2 separate regions of the Mus musculus genome follow, and region 2 is linked to region 1. Evidence: chromatin contacts called from public HiChIP or PLAC-seq data. All regions are on one chromosome and are shown on one strand. The core of a region is the stretch at or near the end of the contact, and the rest is flanking DNA. Distances in the headings are between cores, read along the strand shown. Region 1 holds the start of Agxt (alanine-glyoxylate aminotransferase). Region 2 holds the start of Hdlbp (high density lipoprotein (HDL) binding protein).

Region 1 (4,808 bases), core at 1,259-3,758:
GAAATAGGCACGTGATGTGCCTCACCCCTTTTCTGTCAAAGCACGATGATGGAGGGAACAGAGGGGAAAGCATGGCTAAGAAGAAAAGAGTGACCAGCATCTTGCCTGCCTTGCAGTCTGTAGGTTGGGACTGGCCTGACCCATATTGAGGGGCTGCCACCCTGGAGTTCAGTAACAGGTCATGCCTCCCTGACTCCACACAGCCTGGCTGGCCCTGCCCACAGGACTGCATCCCAGACTCCGTTTTGTTTTCAGACGGAGGAAGACTTCCAAACTGATCCTGGGTATAGGAGCCCCTCCTTTGGCCAGTCTTAGACACTGAGAAGTCAAGCCATAGGCCTCAGAATTCCAGCCAACCCCACCAACGATGATTCCGGTGTCTCAGTACCTCCTCCACCTCCTGCAGTGTATAATGTTCTCCAGGCTTCTTGATCATCTGGTGCACACGGGCTCCTGATGACAGGGACAGAATGGGTGGTGAGTTAGACATAGTGTGGGGGAGGGGAAGGACCGAAGGAGCTGAAGGGGACTGCAACCCCATAGGAAGAACAATATCAACTAACCGAATCAACCAGAGCTCCCAGGGACTAAACCACCAACTAAAGAGTACACAGGGAGGACCCATGGCTCCAGCCATATATGTAGCCGAAGATGGCCTTATCTGGCATCAATGGGAGGAGAGGCCCTTGGTCCTGTGTAGGCTTGATGCCCCAGTGTAATTGGCAAGGCAGGAGTGGGTAGTGGGAGGCGGAGCACCCTCATAGAGGCAAAGGGGAGGAGGGATGGAATGGGGGGTTGTGGAGGGGGAACCAGGAAGGGCAACAACATTTGAAATGTAAATGAATAAAATAACAAATAAAAAAATTTAACACACACACACACACACACACACACACACACATACACAAGAAATAGTGTGGGGGACCGCACTCATTCTGGCTCTCACATGGCTTTACCACAGGTGAAGTGGAGCATGCTCTGTGAGGCTTGCTTTTCCCACAGATGCAAGCACTGTCCTGGCCTCCAGGGCTTTGAGCCCAGAGCTTTTCAGTGGTGGGGGTGGTGTATGTGTGTGTGTGTGTGTGTGTGTGTGTGTGTGTGTGTGTGTACCTCCTCAGGCTGAGGAGGCTCTTGGCAGCCTTATCACACAAATATTATCTATGTGAGGTAACTTTGAGCACTGCAGGCGGTATGGTTTCCTACCTACCCCTGGTGCCATTCACAGGTATCCCATGTCACCTGATGGACAGCTGGATGAAGGGTGAGAGGAAGAAGCAGGCTTTGACCTGTGGATCTAGGAACACCGGGACCCAAGCACCTGTCCTGATTCTTGTCTCTGAGTCCCATGTCACATGAACCTGCTCACCACTAGAGTCCTAGCAGGGGACAAACCTGAACCACCCAGGTCTCAGTGAAGGGCAAAGAGTGGCTTTGGGCCTGGATGACTGATGCCCACCAACCATGTGACCATGCACCTGTGAACCATGGGGGCCATTTGCAAATGCCAGAGTCTGGCAGAAGTCTAGGTGTACGCCTACCCTCTTCCATCTCAGGCTCTGGAGGGAAAACTGTTGCTAGGTCTGCATTTTACAGACAACCAAGGCTCTGAGATTTGGGGAGAGAATCAGCCTCCGAAATTCCAGTCTTCCTGAAGATCTTAAGAGCTGCTGGGGCTCAGACCAGGGGGTTCCCCGTAACACCTCTTCCATACATTTCAGAAACAATCTTGTCCTAACTGGACAAGGCCGGTCTGCTAGGGCTGGGAGAATGCCTGGATGCCTCCCTGGAAGAGGCAGCATCCTATTCAGGGGTGGTGGAGGCATTAGGGTCACAGGAAGGAGTGCCTAGTCAGATGGAACAGGCACTGATCTGGTTGAGATACCTTCAGGATTCCCCCAGGAGGCCTCTGGAGGGATAACAGGAGGTCACAGACCACTCTCCCTTACCAATGCGATCAGCAATCTCTGCAGCCCGCATTCCCCAGATGCCATTGGTTCCGGTTAGAAAGGAGTCCCCAGGCTCTAGGAGGTTGAACAGGGCAGTCTCCATGGCGCAGTGCCCTGAACCGCTGACAACCAGTGTGAGGGGGTTCCTGGTCTGGAACACATACTGGATGCCTTGCTTGATCTCCTCCATGATCTAGACAGTGGGCACACAGGTCAGATCTGCCTGCTACCGAGTGATCACCACCCCTAGATGGAGGCTCCTGCCACCAAGGCCTACCTGAAGCATCTCTTTTTGCATGTGGCCAATCATTCTCAGACTTCCCGCCGCCAGCACACGGGGAGCCAGGTTGGAGGGCCCCGGACCCAACAGGAGCCTCGTAGGAACTGACAGGGGCTTGCTCAGGGCCTCTGGCGGTGGCACCAGCAGCTGATACGAGCCCATGGTCCGGACCCAACCTGCCGCTCTGGAGCCCAGCGTCACACTGGCCTTGGCCAACATCCGGAACATTTCCCAGCTAGCTCTGCGTTGAACTCAGAGGCCAGGCCTGGTTGATGAGTCCCTGTTTCTCCAGCCCTTTTATTGTCAATTTAACCCTGATCAATGTTTGTCCTTCTGTCAGGGTGGACAGGACAGTGGAGGTGTGAGCTTTCCACAGGGGGAGGGGAGCCTCTGGTGTCCTGTCAAAGAACAGCAGTATGAAGAGCCTCACACCCCTCTCCCTGGGTCCCCTCACAGCCCAGCCAGGGGTCTGAAACTTCTTCAAGAGTCAGAGAGCAAGTGCCCGAGGCTTGTAGGTCCGATGTATTGCAAGCGCCCACCTGAGCACAGGGTTCCATGGCAGCCAGGCCGGGTGTGGCTGTGTTCCAACACAGCTTCATTCATTTTGTGCTGCCTGTATGTGCAAGGTGTAAGGTTACCCACTGCAGCATGGACTAGCCTCTGTCTCTCCCTAGCATCCCCAGTCACCAGTAGCTCCTTGAATGGGTGGGACTCATGAGCCCCTGCTCCATTCTTGTTGAGCATTTGGCTGCCTAGGAAGAAAACAAACAAAGCACATGAAGTTGGGTATGGAAAAGTGAGGGGGTAACGGAGAAGTTGAATTGGAGAGGTGAGAGAGAAGTGGGTTTCACCAAAACACATTGCACGCATGTATGGAATTCCCAAGTAATAAAAGAGTCACACCTGAAGTCAGAAAAATCAATACATAAATCCCCTAAAAAGATTTCAAAGACAAAATGTCATATTTTTTACGTTAATACCTAAAAATGGTTAATTGCAGATATATTCTTATACTGGCAAACAAATCTGTCCATTGAGTCTCAGCAGTTGGAGAGGGAGAGAAAAGAAAGCAACTGTATGCAGAATAGAATAACATTCTAACTACAGTGTTTTGTTTATAGTCTGCCTTCCAGTAAAGGAATATCTTTACCAAGAATCTATGTGTTGCATGTTCACAAGCACATGTACATGGGTGTTTGTGTGTGTTTATTGCTCACATGTATGTGCATGTGTGCTCGTGTGTGTGTGTGTGTGTGTGTGTGTGTGTGTGTGTGTTTTAGTCACATAAAAAAACAGGGTATGGGATCCAATGGGGCTCAGAGACTGCATTTACTGTCCCTGGCTTGGCTGATGGGACAGGTTCATTTCAGCAAGTTTGTGTGTGTGTGTGTGTGTGTGTGTGTACTCCACTGCATCCTCCCTCTCATGCTCACACATAAGTCACACTCACAGAACTCACATTCACACACACAGAACTCATAAATTCTCACACTTACATATGTGCCAACTCACACACACAGATGCTCACATTCAGCTCTCTATAGTCATACACAGCTCACAACAGCTCTTACACACACACCAATTCAAACTCATGTTCACACTCACATACCCTCAGGCTCACCAACTACAGATAACTTGGGCATAAGGATGTCTCTCACTGTTAGAAGTCTCTTGAGTCAAGTTCACACTCATAATTAACCAGCTCTCTGTCTCTGTTTCTACTCCATCTCTGTCTCTGCTTCTCTCTCTTTCTCTCTCTCTCTCTCTCTCTCTCTGTGTGTGTGTTTGTGTGTGTGTGTGTGTGTGTGTCTGTGTGCTGGGTCAACATTTAGGAAGAATTAATGAAACTCAGGCTTCTAAAGAGGAAAAGCCACCCTGAACTGAGGGCCCTGGGAAGTTGAAGAGGCCACACAACCCCCCCCCCCCCACTTTCCTGCTTTGGTGAGGCCCTGCCCTGTATATCATCATGAGAGGAGGCAGGGTGTGGATGCCAACCTCTGAACCCTGTGCCTGTGATAGACCCTTGGGAGAGACCCAAACCTTTGCCCAACTTTCAAGCCCCAGGTTATCCCCTCCTTCATTCCAAGTATAGGATTCAGCCATCACCACCAAGTCCCTAGAAGCTATCACCCTGTGATATAGCTAAGGACCCCCTGCCTTCTGAGCAGCCCCTACTTCCCAAGGGGACTCACTCCCCCTCACTCGGTCCAACTCTGCTGTAGCCTCCTCTCTGCTCCAAGACCCCTACCCAGCCCCACCAAGCCCTAACAACAGGGATTTTCTGGACCATTGTCTCTTGTTGACTCTTTGGGTCTTGGATGGCTTTGTCTCTTTCATTCCCTTACGTTCTCTCTCTTGGAGATCTTGCCCTTTTCCTGGCTCTGCTCCCTCTTGGAATCCTGGGAACTGTCCATCACTGTCCTTACATGAACATCTATATGCTTTTGGAAGCCCTTCTTCAGGTCGTCAGAGCACATGTGCATGTGTACCACGATGTGTTCCCCATGGGAGGTAAAGTAACTGAAGGGTCACTCAGAGGTATGGATGCACTTTGCTCAAGGCTGCAGCAGGCTCACCTGTGC
Region 2 (4,808 bases), core at 869-3,368, 310 kb before region 1:
TGTTACTATGTTCTAACATTTCACCTTAAGCAGTCAGGATTCTTTTGGTTGTTTTTGTTGTTGTTTTTGGTTTTTCGAGACAGGGTTTCTCTGTGTAGCCCTGGCTGTCCTGGAACTCACTTTGTAGACCAGGCTGGCCTCGAACTCAGAAATACGCCTGCCTCTGCCTCCTAAGTGCTGGGATTAAAGGCATGCGCTACCACGCCTGGCTAGCAATCAGGATTCTTATTCCATGTTCCTTGATGTATGAAAAACAAAATATTGCAGACCAGTGTTCACTTTTTGAGGCATCTAGAGTTGACACTTCTATGTTTCAGTATACTGAAAGTAACTAGTCATAATTGTTAGCATCCCAGGAGCACCTGGGATGTTTTGTGGTGCATGTTTATCATTTCAGATAAAGTCTTATATAGAAAGGCCAGGTTGGTCTTGAGCTCCTAACCCTCGTGGCTGTACCTCTCAGGTGCTGAGATAAGCTAATGTTACCACACCCTCCTTGATTTAATAATGCTTTCATTAAGTCCATGCTTTGTTTTATTTTTGAGACATCATATAACTTTGTAGCCTACTGTGACCTTGAACTCCCAGTACTCGCCTCAGCCTTCTGAGTACTGAGATTACAGGGTACCACCACACTCATGGAGGCCTCTGTACAGCCAGGCACTGGGCCAGCTTGTACTTAATGTGGACTTACTAACTCCATTGGAGATCCCTTGACAGCAGACATACTGACTGGTGGGTGCTTGCCTCTCCACATTAACTTTTTCACAGCCCGAGACCTCAGGAACAAAAGAATGACAACAAAAACATTTCTTCTAGTTGCTGGTTGGTTAATCACCAGGGAAAGACACCTTGCACAGTAATAATAACACAGAAGGAAAGACAACTTGGTGCCTACAGAGGCTTTAAGAAGCTCTATCACTCGGTGACTATGCTGGCAGCTTGGAAATGCCCTCTGGTCTTTTAAGCAGTACCTTCAGAGATTTATGTCATGAAGAACTGTGGTGTTCCTGTCAGCCGCATTACTGGCTCCTGGACTTCTCAATTCTGACACCTCAACTTTCAGATAGTTTCCTATTCAGCAGCCCCATCCCCATTCTTTCCAGCACATTCCATTTTCCCCCCTTGTCCTTCAGTCTAAAGTCTAGTTAGGGCAGCTCTTCCCAGTCCCTCAATCAAGAGCCCATCACCGTGCTGCTACCTTCTAAGTACATACTAAGTCTGATTGCTTATTTTGTTCACTGCTGCAAATGCTTGTAAGCCTTAGAATGACAACTACAGAAGGCCTCTTCAGCCCTTCCACATACCATTGTCCCACAAGAAAGGCACATATTATCCAGACCTGGTGGCTCACACTTGTAATCCAAACACTAGAGAAGGAAGCTGAGACAAATCTACACAGTGAAAAGTTGTCAGAAGTGGGGAAAAGAAGGTGGGGGCATCTGCTGTTGGTTACTAGCCTATTCTGTGCTGATGCATATCACTGCATATCACTGTCCAGTATAGGTCAGAAGTGTGCTCATGTCACCTCAGGAGAGGTTCAAAATAATGATTGTGTACAAATTCTTCAAGTAGTTGTCAATAAACGCAACAGGGCAGAACTAGTCCTTTCAAAGGAGGAAGCATTCTGAGGGCAGAGGTTCTGCTCTGTCCCAACTGAGTATGGGAGAGGTAGGAATTCACTGCAGGCTGGTCTGTACATATGGGACACTGAATAATACTGTGTAGAGGGCTTCGAAAGTTTTGGAGTTTGTTGTGTTGGACATTGAGGAATGGAGTAAGGATTTGCAGTAGAGGTGGGAGCAGGAGGAAGAGATCCCGAAGAGAATGAGAATGTGTTCCATCAGGGGGTGCTCTAGGGGATGGTAAAATGGTTTTCCGGGCTGTCTGCTGTCTGAGGTCCTCAGAGCTTTCTTTTCTCTTTTGGTGACACAGTTTCTGGTGGCCTCAACTCTGGCACCTCTGGCTCTGGGGCCTGCCTGTTCTCTGTAGGTAATTAACTTACCAACTCCTCGCCCCCTGTCAGGCCGCAGAACTCTTAAAGAGTTGGTCCGCTCCCGGGCGCTGTAGGGACCCCGCAGCGGGCGGGGCGGGCGGCCGGTCTGACGTGTCTCGGCGGGATTGGAGCCTCCGCCCTATATAGCAGCGGCGGCCCGGGCGCCGCGCCTCGGAGCGTCCCGGCTTCTCCCGCGCAGCGGCAGCGACAGACGGACAGACTCTCGGGTGGTCACACTCACGAGTGAGGATCGGGCGAGCTGGTGGGCGGGGGTGCCAGGGGCGGGGCGGCGGGGGGTCGCCGCTGAGCACGGCTGGGGTCGGTTCCTCAGCTCCCCGGCCGCACAGGCTCCTGGTCTCCAGCTACCGCGACGGGCGGGGGCCGCTACGTGTCACTCTGCGCATGGCCGCGCCGGAGCGCAGAAACTTTCCCAAGTCCGCCACGCGCCGCGGGTCTGCTTGCGGGCCCGGACCGCCTGGACTTCTAGCTCACCGGGCGGGCCGCCGCGATGGGGGAGGGGAACGACCTGGCCAGGTTGGTGACGTGGGCTGCCGAGCCGGCCCCTCCCCCGCACCCCTTCCCCCCAGCTCGGCCCGGCCGTACGGGCTGTGGACCGGACCTAGCTAGGTCAGTGGCGCCCTAGTTCGCGTCAAGCTGGGATCTTCACCCGGGGCCCCTATGTCCCGCGCGGTGCCTTGCTGCACCTTCACCTGCGGCGTCTGGCTACGTGGTCACTGGAGGACTCCCGGCCCAAGTACTACTTGGATGCGCCCCAGGGTCCATGGGTGAAAAATACATTACGGAAAAATACCGAATTTGGATGAAAGGCAGGGAGGCCGAGCAGGATACTGTCCCTTTAAGCCTGTCCCCGCCCGCGGGCGCTCTTGGCCGGTGGGAGGGCCATGCTGAGGTGGCATCTGCGAAAGTTCCTCCCAGGCTGGGTCTCTGACTTCCAGAGCTGGGTAATGCACTGGGCCGGCCTTGGTAGTCACAGACATAGTTTGTGATCTCAGCATAGCTGGGTTTTGTTTTTAATTTTGGAGTTTGTACTCTTCGGTATTTGGTGGGGAGAGGGCACCTTCGAAAAGCTTCTGAGGACGTAAAAGTGAAGTTTCAAATTTGGAAGAGAAACCTGCATCTCAGCTGAAGGTTTTCAAGGTGGAGGTTTTCAGTGCCCTCCATGTAGACTGGCCTACAGTATAAAGAACTTGAGTCCCTCTAGCTGAGGTTGATAGGAAATTCTTTCTGAAGCATAACTGAATTCTCCTTGCATAGTGTTGCCCCTTACATAAGTAGTTGGCACAACTTAGCACAGGGGAATCAATTTAAATACTTCCTTGTTCAGAATCAAGAAGGATTCTTCACATACAGCTTTTTCTATTTTCTGGATTAACAACAGGTTTCCAGCTGCCACAGCCTCACTGCTCTCCCGCAGGAGGCCCTGTTGCTCCCCGATTCTGGGCTTCTACCTCTCTTCTTTTAGTTCAAGTTCTGTGTTGAGAACTAACCTTATTCTGCCATGCTCATTTATGCTCTTAAGAAGCAAATTGTAATATCCAAGTTTGGATGCTGACAGACCACAGTTTCCTGTGGGAAAGGTGGTGGGGGTGGCCTCAATCCTGAGGGACTGGAGGGGCTGTACCCACTTGAGGAGACTTGCATGTGGAGGCCAGAAGAGTTGAGAACATAGATGTCTCTGTTGCTTGGCCTTCACAGGGAGGAGGCAGAAGAGCTGGACCCCACGAATGCCATGCACTCTTTTCTCTAGTGGTATTTGTAAATCAGATTAGAGTCATATTCAGTCCTGACTTGTGTGGTTCAATCCAGCAGAAGGCTGAGATACCAAATCTTGGGCTCCTGTCGTATTCTTCTGAGTTTAGCCAGTGGAGATGCAGGGTGGGGGCTGTATGGTCAGCTGTGAGGGGGCCCCCGTGTAAGATGAGCATCCAGGTGCAGCCGGTTAGGCCTCTGAGTATTTTGTCAGTAGAGGTAAAACAAGCAGTAGGGGAAGGTGGAGGGAAAGTTCTGCTTGTTAAAGCAGATACAGATGGGCATTACTGAGAACATGAAAGCCTTCCTTCCATAAGACTGCTTACTGCAGGGTCTCCAGTAGAGATGAGGCCTATATTTACATATGGTTATCAAGTATGTGTTTTAAAGTTGAATCTTTAACAGAATTTTGAGTCATTAATTTTTTTTAAAGCCTTACCAGAACTCTTACCTGAACTCTCTGTTCAGTGTGTCCTTAATTGTGATCTGTTTGCCTCAAGCTCTGACAAACTGAAATCTGGAAACTAGGCCCCAGTGAGTCTTGTCAAACCTGTCTGGAGTTTTCTAGAGGTCCACTTTGCTGTACCTGGCTGCCAGAGGGCGTTTGTACGCGTCAGGAGTCCTGGAAGCTGCATTCTGGTTTCTTCCTTGTCAGTGACAGTAGGCTTTAGACATGGAGGTGCTTCCAGTAACCACTTGATTCACTGTAAATATCCCTGGAAGGGGATCCCGAAATATGGGAGCATATTTAAAAGAGATATCCTGTGTAGGGCCCTGTGTTGCGTCTGTACAAGGCAATATATTGCGTAGGCTTGGGCAGCTAGTACTCTGGAGACCTATCTTGTGCTGGGAAAAGCCAGGGCACTGGTCAGTGGCAGCAGAGAGAATATAATAATTGAAGTCACATAGATAAACCTGGCTTGGTAAAGTGGGATGGGTGTCTGTATTTAAGAAGTGAGCAGAGCCTGGTGTGGTGGTACACCTCTTTAATCCCAAAACTCAGGAGGTAGAGGAAGGTAGATCTCTAAGTTCAAAGTCGGCA

What was found. HiChIP or PLAC-seq counts read pairs in DNA pulled down with a chosen protein or histone mark.
Region 2: an H3K4me3 HiChIP or PLAC-seq map of embryonic stem cells shows a contact between it and region 1, with 2.6 times the contacts expected there. The contact joins the promoter of Hdlbp here to the promoter of Agxt in region 1. A contact is called at or near these places in 3 of 39 promoter capture datasets (all in embryonic stem cells), 1 of 15 datasets of contacts at CTCF or cohesin (pro-B cells), 1 of 484 Hi-C or Micro-C datasets (cerebral cortex), 7 of 115 datasets of contacts at active chromatin or transcription factors (the NIH/3T3 cell line, embryonic forebrain, embryonic limb bud and 4 more) and 3 of 9 other capture datasets (adipose tissue, embryonic stem cells and pancreatic islet).

Annotation. Positions count from the first base shown.
Region 1 is chr1:93,132,940-93,137,747 of GRCm38.p6, reverse strand. Agxt (alanine-glyoxylate aminotransferase) reads right to left here and starts at 2,508. Exons shown (of 11, transcript NM_016702.3): 1 at 2,224-2,508; 2 at 1,947-2,139; 3 at 389-453. The coding sequence starts at 2,454.
Region 2 is chr1:93,443,011-93,447,818 of GRCm38.p6, reverse strand. It overlaps Hdlbp (high density lipoprotein (HDL) binding protein), which reads left to right and starts at 2,118. Exons shown (of 28, transcript NM_001301364.1): 1 at 2,118-2,239.